Linked DNA regions of Anas platyrhynchos: region 2 is linked to region 1. The links are chromatin contacts, called in public Hi-C maps. All regions are on one chromosome and are shown on one strand. The core of a region is the stretch at or near the end of the contact, and the rest is flanking DNA. Distances in the headings are between cores, read along the strand shown.

Region 1 (7,456 bases), core at 2,318-4,817:
CTTCTCTCCTTTGCTCAAGGAAGCTCAGTTTGGGATGTCATATATTTATTTCCGTTTTCACCAAAACCCATGAATCTGTGATGGTTCCTACACAAGACCCAAGGTTCTTGCACAGGCCAGCAGGCCAGATTCTGGTCTGAATGGCACTGGCAAAAACCTGCAGTAACTTAGGTGGCTGAAAGAATCTGCATTTATACTAACGTAAGTGAAGAAAAAATATGGCAGAGCCAATATCTTACAAGGTTTCTATGTGTCTTTCGTCTTCTAAAAACCTTTTCATTGGGCTATGTAATACAATAGGTTAATGGGCCAAATTGTTGCCTGAGGGACAGAATTTGCATGCTTAAACTTCTACCCACAAAACTGGAAAAGCACCCTTGTGAAAATCAGCACTAACGATGGAGTCAGAGCATCTTGCTTGTAATTTTTGCCTTCCTTGATATAATACCACTTAAAAAGAGAATAGCCAAAAGTGACATGGGAAACCCTGAAGCATTTTGTGCTCTTGGCGTGAAATACAATACTTCAGTCACAAGACAGAAGTAGAGCGTGTTGAATGAAACAACGAAGTAAAACTGGAAATGAAGAAAAATACGTAAAAGTCTTCTGGAGAATTGCTCCTGATACATAATCTTGCCTCTTTGGTTATATCCTAGAAGAGTCCATAAGCCAACTGGACAAAAGGAACTGAAGAAGTACAGCCTTGGCCTGTATGAGTGCAGCTGAGTGATTTCCCTGCTTCATTATAACTAGAGCAGAAGGGGAGAGCATTAAGGACAGAATGGGGAAGCCTGGGTAGCTACAAAGCAGTCCCCAGTGCTGCTCATCCTCAAGCACAACTGTTCCTTGTCACTACCACACCTAGCCAGCACATCTAGCAGGCAGCTCCCTGCAGCAAGCCAGTAATGTGCTCCCACATCATTTAGGACACGTGTTTTCAGCTCCAGGAGGCACGGCAGACTTCAGTGCAGTCAGTCCTGATCCCTTCAGGTGTAGCCTACAGCACGCGAGCAGTTCAAACTCAGACTGTGCATCCTGCTAAGCTTTCCGGCGAGCTGCATGCACACAGACATGTTCTGCTCACTAGCTGCCTGCATTCTGTACAGGAATGGAATACTCGACACAAAGTTTGTCAGCAAAATCAATTCCTTGTGAAGGAATGACCTACTGTCTTGCTAACGCATCAAGAGGCGTATCTTCAGCAGCCTGGGACTCCGAAGCAAGTGTTGAGAAAGTGAGCAACCTATGTTTGTTCTTTGGACTAGCACAATTACAGCAAAAATGTAAAAATGTTTCCAGTGCTAGAACATTTAACAGCTCGGATTTCAAACACAGAAGAACTATTGCAAAGCAGAAAGTGTATGCGGTGTTTATTTCTTTAACTGAATACAAACTGGATGTGGAATTTCCTTTTGGACGAAAAGACTGAACGGGAGATGCCTTGGACTCCCCTTTGTATATTGCATCATATATAAAGGATGATATAATGAACTGCAATTCTGAAGAACCCAAGCAACAGTAAAAAAATAATTTCAGGTTAACACCTTCAGTGGGTCTCCCACTGTGCAATCTGCCTTTCTACTAGGTGTGAAGACTCCCAGACCAGGAACATTTTAGTTATGTTGCTCATCATAATAATGCTGCATTTGTGCTAAATGCTAATAACATTAAGTATATCCCTTTAAGATAAGAGATTTAAGAGAGAAGTTGCAGTAGTGCATAGAAAGTTTAACAGCACTAGCTGGTAACAGGTTATCATGGTCACTAGTAACAGAACAATATTCTGTCTTCTGAATTAGAGTGGGCAATTCGTAAAGCTCAGGTTTAGAACTAACAAAGGTAACTTCAAGGACATTTAAAATAATTTTATCGACCTGGCCCTATGTGTTTGCAAAGGGAACTAGATATATCGGCTCCTCGTGGCACACTTGAAATAAGCTGCAAACACATTGGGAATATACAAATGTCACAACCCAGACTGCTTGCTAAATCTGCTCTGCTCCAAATCCTTTCCACAGTTACAGAACACAGTAAGGACCATTCACAGACAACCTTGAGAGAAATAGGAACAAAAATTCTCATCTTCAGAGTGTGAACAGGCAATGGCTACAGAGTCATTACTAACAGAGAGCCCATTCTACTGATAAGCTGTATCTAGACTTGAATTTTTAATGAGGTTTTGCCTCCTTTTTATGATTTTCTGATGTCTTCAAATGATCTTGGTTTGGTGAAGTTAAGGACTGGAGGCCAAGTCACCATGCAAGCTGTTTGCACAAAACACATCGAAGCCTTATTTTAATCTGTGATAATTACTACCGATCATTAAATCTTGCTTCCCCGATGATTCTTAACAATAAGAAGCAAATGCACAATGCACTAATTGCAAAAAGTTGCTACTTGTTCAGAGAATTTTAAAGAATTCACTGTAATCTAACCGCCAGAGACTGTTTTATTTCTCCTTAATGGATGAAGTGTTTAAGCCAGACAACCCCAAGAAGGAATTGCTAATAGCTGTAAAGGTTCTCCCCCTAGGCCTTAGCCCTGCATTAAAGCTTCTGGATCCGGATAATGAAAATCCTACCCGGTGCTCCACATCAAATATTTCAGCTATCTGGGTTTCTGGGGCAATAACCATTTTTAGAACTGTATCTACCCACACCCTTTTCTACCAGTCTTATGGTGTTTTTTCTTTACCTCTTTATTCAGAGTAAGAAACTAATTGTGTGAAAGTCTTCAGTCAAAATTAACCAGGATGTCTAGAATTTGTAATGTTCGTTATAAACCAAATCTAAGTCCAAAAACATCTACTGGACTTGCACAAGGTGAAATTCCTGCGAAGCAGAGAGTTGGCACGAGCTGCGGGTGGAAACAGGCCACATAAACAGTGCAGAAGCTTTTTTGCCCTTCTGCACAGAGAAGATCCTGATCCTGAGTTAAGAACTGCAAATAACAAGTGATTTTGCACTGATCCTACACTGCTCGTATGCAGACATAAAATCCATCATCACCACTATTTACTGTGACCAATGTATGATTGCAGCCTTTCCAGCAGTGAGCCAACTTCTTTATCAGATGGGAACCACTCGCACAATACCGAACTTTCAACCCATGTAATCAGTGAACACACAGCTATTTCATATTCCTCCCTATAAAGAGAATCCGGGTCAATTTTCCTGCCAAAAACTTTTAAAATTCCACAAATAAATAAATAATGTTATTTCACCTGTTAACATACAGGAACTGTTTGTCTTGGCTTGCTTGCGTGGATTCTGCATGCCAGGTTATAAATAAAATAATGTTCAATACTCCAAACATTCTGTGATACAAATTCCTGGCTCAGCATAAATGCAGATCTTTTGTATGTGGCAGGTTCTTAATGCATTCTCCAGCACTGATACCATTCAATTTGTGCGTCTATGACATGCTATATCTACAAATATTCATAACTCCCTATCTTAATGCAAAAAAAATGCAATTGCAGATAAGCCAATTTGCCCATCATGGGCCTCTGCTTCACTGGATTTTGCTTGCTGGTGTTTGGGTTTTTGGACTGTAAAATGCAACTACTGTATCCCAGTGGTTTCTGTGCATGCCGTACATTCCAAAACACAAAGTAGGCTTTCTGTTTAAAGAACAGTACAGTTACAAAGATAAGATAAAACCAAGCTGGAATATAATATTCCTGGGAAATTTCATTTCTTTATGCAGACATGAGTCAGTAATGTAAAGGATGCTTTATGAACAACGCTGGCAGAGGGTGAGTTTCTTACACTGCTCCTGTCCAAGTAAAACTACCTGTTACTTTAAGATTAGAATGCAAATACAGAGCAGACTCTGCTCTGCTTTAATCCACTGCATGCAGGAATTAATTCCACTGATGTCACTGGCGAAACTAAGTTCAGACAGGCCTAAGTGAAGGTGAAATCCAGCCCCGAGGAAGGGACTGATGGTTTTGGCTCTGCCTTTAAATCGATGGCCTACTTTCATTTCAGGCAGTTGGAATAAGTCTGGGCCTGGCCTGTGCTGTGTAGGTCTCAGAATAGCACAAGATTCAGCTGCACAGGTCTGGTTTTGCATCTGTGGTAATAAAATGGTATATACCATCAGACTGCATGCAGGACCAGCACAAGGAGGGCAAACAGACTTCAGCTGTGAGTGCTCTCTATCAGCCTTTGTCTCTGCGAGTCTGCTGAGGCTTCCTCACACTTCCCCCCCGTAGTATTCAGTTTAACAACAGTTCTCCCAGACCCAGACCCTCAGATTTATCACTTGTGGGGTAAGAAAACTAAGGCTCAACTCTTCTCAGCTGTGTATTGATGCTTTGAGGGAGACAACACTCTCACCACAACCTCTCCTGAGATTTCTCCTTTTCTCAGGGACTAGGTTTCTCATTCAAAGTGCAAATACTTAACACACATATATACTGAAGGAACTCAAACTTCTGCTGTTTTGTTTTTAGCTTGCCCAAGCTGGGCACGGGATACCTCCTTTGCTCCCTGCAGTCCTGGAAGATACTGCTAATGAACTCCTTCTTGTAGCACTCAACCTGTTAGCCAGCTCGCTTCAGAGTTTGTTTTTTGAAATACGGAAAGTGGTTTCAGCATCGCTTGTAAAGGAGCCTTTCAACACTAAGAACTCAGTTGATGGATGAGTTTTGGCCTGTGGTGAGAATCTTCCTTTTTTATGGGCAGGCTGTGTGGGTTTAGCCTTGGGATGGTTAAACTGTCAATTAATACTGATTTCTATGCTGTTTGTAATACACTTAGTTACAACTTGCTGGGTAATTTCCACAAGAACATGTTGCAGTGTTTGGGTCACAAATGGCAGAAAGGGAAAGTTTAAAGCCCAGAAAAAAACTCTAATCAAAATGAGTAAAACCCTTCCCTTTCAAATACTTGAATTGCAAAACAGACTGCACACAGAAGCACAGCACTTTGCATTTAGAACGAAAATACCACATCGTGTTCACTGTTACCTTAGACCAATCGCCTGTTTTCCATTCGTAACAGCCTGTGTGATCCTCACACTCCTCCTCGTCTCTTGGCCTGGTGGCTGCATCACACTTTCCTTGAGAATTTGTGCACGTCACTGTTCTTTTCTGTATCCCTTTGCCACAGTCTGCTGAACACTGCAAAACAATAGCTATTTGTTTTCTGTCACACAATGCCTAGAAATAAAAACTTTTTTGGGGTAACATAGTTATGCACACGAAGAAAAACTGATTACCTGTAAGATTTTCCCCCAATAATTAAACCCCTTTCAAACACATGAGTCATTTGAAAAGTATGGTGTCTGCTGGGGAAATACTTTACTTTTAAAAAATGCCAATTCTGAAAATCAACCTTCTTTAATATCAGTTAGCATCGTGCTAGAATTGGTGTTACAGAGGAAAAATCACTACATCTTGTGTTTAAGAGCTCAGCATTCATAACAGAACTGCAATATTCCTTTATCACAGGACTAAAATGATGGTGAAAATTGCATTTTTAACTCACAGTAGAATGCGATCAGTGTTACAAAAACAGCTTTGTAGAACTGTTTGTATGCACGGTGGTGAAGTCACACTTCTCACATGTTCGCATGTGAACACATACATGACCTTCACTCTGTGTTGCCATCTCCTCATCGTGATGTTAATTTCAAAGAACTTCAAGTGCACACAGTGGACGGCTCAGCAGAGACATTATTCAGTGAGCCACAATGTTGGGATCAGCTTCCACACCTGGCCAGAAGTTAGCCACAGGCATCAGCAGAGGTGGAAAATGGGCTTCTCAAAAGCATAGGCAGGGACTGCTTGAAGTCCTCTGAGAAAGCAGCAGGCTACTAGAGCTGCTAGCAGCAGTTGCTAGAGGAAGACTTGATTCGAGCCTTTGGGCACTGTAACAAATATTCATGCAAGTGAACAAAAAAATGCCTGCAAATATTTTTGTGCTCGGGCACTACCGAGGTAGCTTCTAAAAGGGGGAGGGGGGGGAATATCTGGTCACCCATTTGTTATTTCTGCCAACCGTTGTCAGGAAATGCTGTTTTACCAGAGAATTTGTCTTGACTTCATTGCCTGGTGGGGAAAGGACACTGCTATGAACTGAAATTCCTGTTTTAAATAACCCGTTCAGTAACGGGGTGACAGATTTGCTGATGCTGTCAGAGGCATCCATAGAGCAGCACAGCCAGCATCTCTGCTCTTCATTTTCATGCCACTGCAGTGGTTAAGAGTGAGAAATTTTCTTGAAAAGCCACTGGGGACAGGTGGGTGGAAAAATGATCTATGTACAACTGAGATAAAAACTAACCTTCTCTAGCATGTCGAGTTCTCCCCTTTAGGGGATCAGCATGGAAAAGACAGTTGATTTGACACCGAATAAATAACGAAGATATGAGATATTCTGTGAGGTCTTTTGAACATAATCCAAGAAGCTTCTCCATCCAGGGGGTCTATGCTGGAAACAAGCGTCAGCTTGATATAAATTACATCAAATGGACAAATCTCAGCATGCCTGTCTAATCGTCTTAAAAATACAATCCAGGCAGCTCTGACCTGCTGGCCTTGTTAAGGACATGAATGACAAGCGTTTATGAGCTGGCAAGCAAACAGACATGCCTTTAAATACTTCAGAGCACTACAAAGTGACTTCTTGAAAATCTGGGAAACCTTCCACTTAATTTACTATGTGCCGCTCATGGCATGACCGCCTTACGGATGTAACATCTTTGTAACAAGCACAGTTGTACGGCTGTGCTAGATACCGGGGTGAATTCTTCCAGGCTTTGCAGAATTCCAGAAACTACTTTGCTGGACTCTTCAAAGTGCAAGACTTGCCAGAGATCCGACACTGGAGCTCCCTAAATGGTACCTTAAAGCCACGAATTTGCCCCAAGTTGTACAGACTTTCCAAAATTACAGATCGTTTTCCTCAGTCCTCCTCCGGGTTGCACTCGTTCATCCCAAACTACAAAGCACAATATGTGAAATCTTTCAAATGGGTCAACTTACTTGAAGTAAATCAAGCTGAAGTAGGAGTGTTTTTCACAGTATGAGAAATCTCTAGGTGGGTTTTACAACTGAGTCTGGGAAAAACACCAACTGTTTGTTCTTCCCACAAGCTTTTAAGTCACTCACAGATTAGTATTGCATATACTTTCCTAGACAAAACAGCATTTGCAAAAGGTTTCCAGCAGATCTTCTGTTGTCACATATAAATCACACCCTTGAAGTTTTTTTTTCCTTTCCTGAAGTCCTGTTGTCATGAAAAGATTTTTAGTGTATAGACTTTACAGAGATTTAAAACCGGAATGGTCTACTAAATAATACATGCAGTCCCTGAGTGTCCAGCTTGGATCATTAGGTCTTTATTAACAAATAACTTAGTCAAATCCCACGAAGTTTTTTAAAGGGGCATCACAACTTTGCAGATCCTTTATTTTAAGGAAATCCATTATTTTTTTTCCACTAACA
Region 2 (7,456 bases), core at 1,322-3,821, 150 kb after region 1:
CACAAACCAGCAGCTTTGACAGAAGTCACTTTTTCATCACAAATTACGCCAACTAGCTCAGTTATGTCAATTTAGTCATTGCTCAGAATTCATGACATAAACAGATCTTGCAATATTGCAGCTCATAGTTGCAGAGTAATGAACAAAGGCTAACTAGTCGTGTTTCTTTTCCAACTTTTCTACTGGGAGCATCGCCAATCTTTTTCTCTCCCCCTCCTCCATTCCCTGATCTCCGGCAGTTAATACCGTGCCTACAACTACATTCTTCTTTCTTTAAAACATTCCTTCTCTGTCTTGTGTGCTTTTTAGCTCTGCTGGAGTTGGTAGCATTGGAAGCCCAGCACTTCATGAATGGGAACAACAAAACGTGCCTGGTGACAAAAGCACAGAGCTGGTAGTGACTTAAAGCTTAAAACAGGTATCGGCTTTAAACTCAGCAAGCCCTCGGTGGCACACAGCTCGGTTTACAGTGCCACTCAAATGCTCAGCATCTTGAAGCCACTTTGTGGTGTTTTTTTTTTTTTTAAACCTGAGGCACAGCGCCCTCATATGGTTCAGGAAGGAGGGCTGGAAGCCCAAAGTGCAGAGCACACGGAGTGTTTAACACTGCAAAGAGTTTAAGGTGAAATATCCCTCAACAGTCCTGCACCAGGAAGTTAGGCACGCGTCCCAGGACTACTAACCAGGAGTCACGCTTAATGCCCCAGTGACTTTCTGAAGCACTTTCAGCAATTATTACAAGCTATCCCTTGTCTTGACCTTCTAAACCTCCACTGAGAATCACGCAGGCCGTCCCACATAAGATCACCTCTTCTTGCTGAGGCGCCGCTGTCCCAGGCTGTACCACGGTGTCCCCTACACCTGCTGGAGAGGGGACCAGGGCAGGCAGAGCCCACCAACCACCCAAATGGCAGGCAGCACCACCACAGGAGCACTCACCAGCCCCAGTAGCACTTTCCAAACCCCTTTGGTGAATGTCTGCTGTGGGGGTGAGCCTTGGCCCCTCAGACATTGAGGTACAGGGGCAGCTCCCAGGGGCTGACAGAAAGCCCTCACGGGGGGGACACCGGAGACACAGCGTGGGACAGGGGGCTGAGGGGAGGCACTGAGGGGAAGTACTGAGGTGAAATGCTGAGGGGAGGCACTGAGGCAAGGTGCTGAGGGGAGGCGTTGAGGAAAGGCACCCAGGTGAGGTGCTGAGGTGAGGCGCTGAGGGGAAGTACTGAGGTGAAATGCTGAGGCAAGGCACTGAGGTGAGGTGCTGAGGTGCCTGCACAACCCCACAGCCTCTTTTTGCCTCTGTGGGGCATCTCCCCTAGCACGAAGCCCTTGAGGCAGGGGACGGCAGGGAAGCTCCCCACAGCACCATGAGCCCGAGGGGACGCGGGGTAAGGGGGACATCCGTCGGGGCGCGCTGCCAGTACCAGCCCGGCGCAGGTGCTGAGGGAGGCGAAGGAGTCGCTGCGGTTCAGCACGTGTCCCGTGTAGAAGCAGAGCCGCTCCTCCGACGGCCGCCGAGGGCCGGCCGCCCGCCGCCCTTCCCCGCGCCGCTGCTCCACCACGAAGTCCCGGGCGAGGAAGCGGAGGTCGCGGCGGAGCTGCAGGTAGAGCTCGCTGCCTCCGGCGGGCAGGCGAAGCAGCAGCAGAGCCTCCGCCGCCCTCCGCAGCGCCCGTCGGCGCCGGGGGCCGCCGCCGCCGCGATCCCCTCGGCCGGCGGGCGGCAGCAGGTGGATCTTCTCCAGCGCCACTCGCTCCGGGATCACCACTTCCAGCTCCGCGCCGCCAGCTGCAGGCGAGAAGGGGAGAGGGGCTCAGGAGCACGTAGCCCCCCCCCCCCCCCCCGAGCACCACCACCACCACCCTGGGCACGACGGGGAGGACCGGGGGCTCGCAGCCTTTCCCCCAGCCGGGGCCGGTCCCGTGCCGTTTCCCCCCCTGTCCCTCCCCGCGGGGCCAGCCCCGAGCTCGGGTTGCAGCTCGGCGGCTCCGTGCGCTGGAAGCTGCGAGCAGGCAGCGGAGACAATGGAGCCAGCGGTAGGGGAAAAAGGGGATTTATTGCGCTCGCCGTGCACACACGGATGAGACAGGCAAAGCCGCGCGGGGAGGAGAGGAGCGAAGCACAGGCTGAAGCCACTCGTTATAAAAAATAAAATAAATAAATAAATAAATAAAGAGAGCGTAGCCGCGAGCATCGCGTTTCACCAGCCCCAATAAAAAGCTGCAGGGAGAAGGGGGAAAAGCAGCGCGAGCCGCAGCCGAGCCCAGCCAGCAGCGCCCCGTCCCGTCCCGCACGGAGCCCCGCGGCAGCGGGCGGGCAAACAGCGGAACGGGGACCACGGAGCCGCACGGAGCCGTGCCCTGCGGTCCGCACCGGCACCGCCGCCACCGCCGGGGGAGCGCAGCGCTACCTGTGGCGGCGTCCGTCCCGCCCAGCAGCAGCAGGCAGGGGAAGACGAGGGGCAGGAGGCAGCCGTCGAACATTTTCCGGCAGCGGCGGGGCGCGGAGCGGAGCCGTGTGCGCGCTGCCCGCCCTCGGCAGCAGTACGGGGCGCCGCCGGCAGCCGCGGCGTGCTGGGCGCCCGGCCACGCCCCCCGCCCGCGGCCCCGCGCTGCCATTGGTTGAGCCGTCCTCTTCTCCCCGCCCACCGCTCGCTGATTGGCTGCCCGCGAAGGAGGCGGGCGCGGAGGGGGGGAGGCGGCACGTGGGTGGGGGCGGCCGGCGGGGGGCGCCCTTCGCTGCCCCTCAGGGGCTGGGGCGCCATCTTGGGGCCGTTTTAGGGCTGGCCCGGGGCCATCTTAGCGCCCTCAGCAGCCCCTGAGCCAGGGGTGGGTGCTCGCTGAGGGGCACAAAGCCTCTGGCACAGCCCAGCCAGACACAGAGCTCCGCCACAGCACCTTTTGCTACTGCTGAAAGATGTTTGATGAGAAGTTTGAAGAGTTCTCAGGATAAATCCATCCGTTCCGTCATTCCCTGTAGCCTTCTCCACCAGCAGCATCTCAGGGCTTGATCCCCTCCATTATTTCTCAAAAGAGCAGGAAAAATGAGGTTGGGAATATCTGGGTGCACGAAGATGTTAGACAATCTTGTATACTCCCACAAACATTTGTTATGCTGGAAGAAGGAAAAAAAAAAAAAAGGCAAAAACCAAGTGCAAAAATCTCTTGAGATCCAAAGACTGGTCTTTAAAGTGATGAAGAAGAGAGGGATTTAAAGCAGGCAGGACAGGCTGTTGGTGCTGATCAAGAGGACGCTTTGGGAGAAGATGAGGAGGAATTATTCAGCCTCCAGCTCCCATTCCTCTCACTGCTCCAGGTGTGAGACACACACATCCTCACACACACACACACACATCCTTGCACACTCACATCCTCACCATGCACAAGCTTCCATCCTCACTGAGATCCTACAGCCCCAAGAGCTCCTCCTTACCTGATGGCTTGGCCAAGCCCTGCGTGTCCTCAGCTTCGTGGAGGTCAGAAGCCAGCCTGGCCTGGGGGCTGTGGAAAGCAGGAAGTGATTTCCACCAGGAAAAAAGATTTCCACTGCAATTTGGTGGGCTCTGGATCAGGTCCTGTGCTGCCGGCATGGCTGGGTCGTAGACAGCAGTAAGGACCCAATGTGTTAGCAGCTTTAAACTGCTGCGGCCAAGCAGAGCAGCGTCTTGGATTTTAAACTCGTGCAGAAATCTGCAACTCCTTTTTTTTTTTTTTACTGAAATCATAGAAGAATTCAAAGGAAGACCCATAAAAGAGTGCGAATGACTCTGGCAGATCTCAGCGCAGCACTTACACAAGGATTGTCCAAAGTTGTACTGACAGGGGTAATGGCTCTGAGACGCAAGCAAAGGGAACCAGATTTGGATGCTCATCCCTGCAGGCAGGCAGCTGGGGTAGTGCTAAGGAAAGGGCCATTTGAAACTAAGAAAAAGGCTGGCAAGAAGCTTTGCAGACAACCAGGTTAACACAAAATGGAGGGAAGAACAAAGAAACGTCAATTTAGAATTATTTCAGCAGTATCGTCAGCAAAGATTTCCACTCAAGAAATTTCACCCAGCATGGTCCCCTCCTTTCACTGGGGTAGAACCAGACTGCAGCAAGACCAACAGAAAGAGGAAACAAAGCACACGCCGTCACGAGGGTTTGGCCTCCCTCTTCCTTGAGCCAAACCTGCCTCTTTTCCCAACTCACACAAATCTCTCACAACCTTATTGCTGGTGCCCCATCTGCTACAGAGAGCACCAGGTAGGACCTCAGACATTCAAGACCATGCCTTTGCCTGTTCAGAAAGGGTGATGTTCTGGAGACTTCAGGCTAAGAAATGCTGTTGCAGCCTGCACTGACAGCCCCTTGCTTGTCAGTTTTACCTTTTCCATTTCTGTGGAAGAGGTTTTGTTTTCCAGTTCTGTTCAGGATTTCTTGTGTTGCCTTGCATGAGCAGTGATTGTAGTGTATAAATCACGTTACCAGATACTTGGCTGCATGCTGTGATGGGCAGGTTAACCCCATTTTCTCTCTTCCAGGCATTGTGGCAGCCCAAAGCACCAAGAACCACAAGGAAACTTGTCTCCCCAGCGTGGCAGCACTTGGAGGATATTACCAGCCACCAGCAACAAGATTGAAACTGGGGATCCAACCAGTTCCCAGCAGACAAAATCTGAGCAAAGCCAGGAGCCGTGTTGCAAATTCACTTTTTTTAACATGAGATCAGGTGAGATTTAAAAGCTCTGCATTTTCCAGTCTCTTTTAAGGCTTGGTCTGTGCTCTAACAAGAAATAAGTTACCGAAGCCAAAGGACTGGCTCAGAACCCAGGCAAATAAGACAAAATCTCCATTTGGGACTGTCTTGCCTTATGTCAATTGTGGCATAACATGGGTAAGGGTAAAGCAAAACCTCAGAAACTCAATTTCTCCCCTGACCTGCAGTGAGCCAGTGCCTTCAGCACCTCCCTCTGAGGCCAGAGCCCAGGCTGGCACAGCAGCTCTGGGCAGCAGCTTCCCCACAGCTCTCCCACCCATGGCAATCCTCCACTCCTAGAGCCAAGAGGAATCTGATTTGTGAGCTGCCAGATCTGGCCTGAGCCCCACACAGTCGTGTTTAAACCCAGACCACCAGCCGTCTTCATTTGCAGAGGGACCAAAGCTGGTGCCTCGGCTCTTCCCTCAAACAAAAGGGTTTGACTGGGGGTCGTGGATTTACGTGAGTATTTAGTAGAGCCTTTCTCCCACCTTCTGAAGTCCTCTGCCAAAATAACAGCACAAAGAAAGACTAAATTTAATAGTGTGGGGGAAAAGGGGCGCTAATAAAGAGAAGTCTGTAACTTACTGCATGGAAGGAGTCACTCCGCGGCTGGGCTGGCCAGCACAGAGCACAATGGGGTAGGGCTGGACTTTCTGAGCATCACAGAGATGCAGAGCCTCAGGGCAGTGGCCCGAGAAGCTGCAACACCCTGCATCAGGGGCAGTATCACAGGCAGGCCCTGCTCTTGGCAAAGGCTGGAGCCAGGCGAGGAGAGGGCCCTGTGGAAGTACCCATGCAATAAAAAGAGGAAACCGTGTTAGGAGCAGCAGTGGTTTTATTGAAAGCAAGTCCCAGAGCTCCACTGAGACACAGACTTTATTAATTTAACACCGTGGGCTTTTCAGAAATGTCTTGAAATTGTTATCAATAAGGATAACGCACGTGGCTGGAGGGGGCTGTGGTCCTGCTGCAGTGACTGCATTTCTGCTCTGTCCCCAGCCCTCGCAGGGGGGAGTCCTCACCATCAGAGAGTGGATTTAGCCCCACAGTTTCTAGGGAACAAGCCCTCTCCCCTTCTGAAGCTAAATGTTTTATATTTACTTTTTTTTTTTTTTACAATTTTAAATGTACGTCGAGGAAGCCAAGTTTCATGGCCATTACTGCGCAGTTAATAACCCTTTGGAGACTGCAGACATGTGTTATATACATCTGCCCGAGCAGTCATTTGGCTCGCCGCCTGGAAAATGCCAGCACGTCAAGGGTTAACTTGGCCCCCGCTCAGCCTCCTCTCCTCCCTCCAGGCACCCCTCTCCAAACCCTTCCTGTCCAGGGCCTGGGCAAGGCTTTCCTGCCCAGCACCCTCCGATGACATCCTGCTGCCCCTGCAGCTCCTTTAGGGGCAGAGGTGATTCCCTTCCCTGCTGCAGGCTGCACCTGCCCGAGTGCCATTATCCTTCTACACACCCCCCAGGTACACCTGAGGGTTTAATGATAGCTGAGGAAAGCTCTTTTGCCACTTAAAGTGATCAATCAAATAAACGCAAGCAGTTCTGTAGGTTCCTGTCGAAATGGGTTTGCTACGGAGCAGTCTTTCAGTCAGCCAGAGGTTTGGTTAAAGCTTCTTCCCTGGACAGAGCGTGTCCGAGGGCGTGCTCCCTCTCGTGGATTCTCCAGTGTGTGATACCACTTGGGTAGCCTTCTGCAGAGGCTCTTGTGATGTGTCTCCTTCCAGCTGCATCAATTCTCCTGAACTGGTGCAAGAAAAACTCCTTCTGGGACTCTTCTGTCCAGTCTGACTGAAAACGGACAGCCCAGTCCTGAGCTCCTTCCCTGGAGATCTTCCCCCCAAACGCCTCCTGTCACCCCTCTCCAGGAGCATCACTTTCACTCAGCTGCAATGGGAGAAAGCATCCTGTTTTTATAGAGTATGGAGAACTGAAGAAAAATATCCCTGTGGGATTGGGACTGAATGATTTCAGGAGGAACAGACTCCAAAAATCCCAGGTCGCTTCACTGCCCCTGTGAGAGCAGAGATCCAGCTGCATCCCCACACTGATGTGCTACTGCTTGCACAAAGCTTCCCTGGGCATCTCGCTGCCTTGGTGCAGACATTAAATCACAGTACAACGCTGTGAGGAGCAGACAAACACACTGCCATTGCAGGTGAGAAAAGCCAGGAAAAACAAAAGGACGTGCTCCAGTTGTGTAACACTGCTGCAGGGCGCTGGAAAATCTGCACCCTCCAATGCAGAGGTTGAAAACACAGCAGCACCACCACTTCCACGCAGACCACGCTGGGATTTTTACACAGACAAGGCCAGTCCAGGGTCTGTTTGGTATCTGAGATCGGCGCACAGATAGCCATCACCCAGGCAGCAACAATCAGCCACACGTCACTCCCCAGGCATGCAGGCACAAATGGACAAAGGAAAGAGCTGTCGTTGTTTGAGCCTGACCCTAAAGTTCAGCGAGGCTTTTTATGAAGTCCAGTGTTGCCACCTCTGATGATGTTATCAGGAACCTGGGAATAGCTGGCACTTTCTTTTGTTCCATTTTATGGTTTGTTTGGGTTGTTCCTCTCCAAACTGGCTCCCACAGTCGTGAGACTCTTATTTCTCATTTAACTCCACCACTCCGTGCCTGACCCCATGACAGGCTGGGAAATGTGAGCTGCGAGAAGCCTGGAAGACGTTCCCAACCATAGGACTGTTTAAAGCA

The links. A called contact is a pair of places that touch in the nucleus more often than the background predicts.
Region 2: a contact with region 1 is called in a Hi-C map of skeletal muscle, with 2.6 times the contacts expected there. The contact joins the promoter of ADAMTS17 here to the enhancer-like site in region 1. A contact is called at or near these places in 4 of 8 Hi-C or Micro-C datasets (F5 follicle, liver, skeletal muscle and 1 more).

The regions. Positions count from the first base shown.
Region 1 is chr11:21,545,569-21,553,024 of IASCAAS_PekinDuck_T2T, forward strand. ADAMTS17 (ADAM metallopeptidase with thrombospondin type 1 motif 17) reads right to left here. Exons shown (of 23, transcript XM_027465888.3): 21 at 4,976-5,128. Among named protein-coding and RNA genes, the nearest start is that of LYSMD4, 37 kb to the left of the region's middle. Within about 2 kb of position 3,568, at least 1 of the 8 cell types and tissues checked has an H3K27ac peak or open chromatin away from gene starts, as enhancers often do. A contact at or near this core is called in F5 follicle, where this site is marked.
Region 2 is chr11:21,698,708-21,706,163 of IASCAAS_PekinDuck_T2T, forward strand. It overlaps ADAMTS17 (ADAM metallopeptidase with thrombospondin type 1 motif 17), which reads right to left and starts at 2,572. Exons shown (of 23, transcript XM_027465888.3): 1 at 2,409-2,572; 2 at 1,425-1,786. The coding sequence starts at 2,481.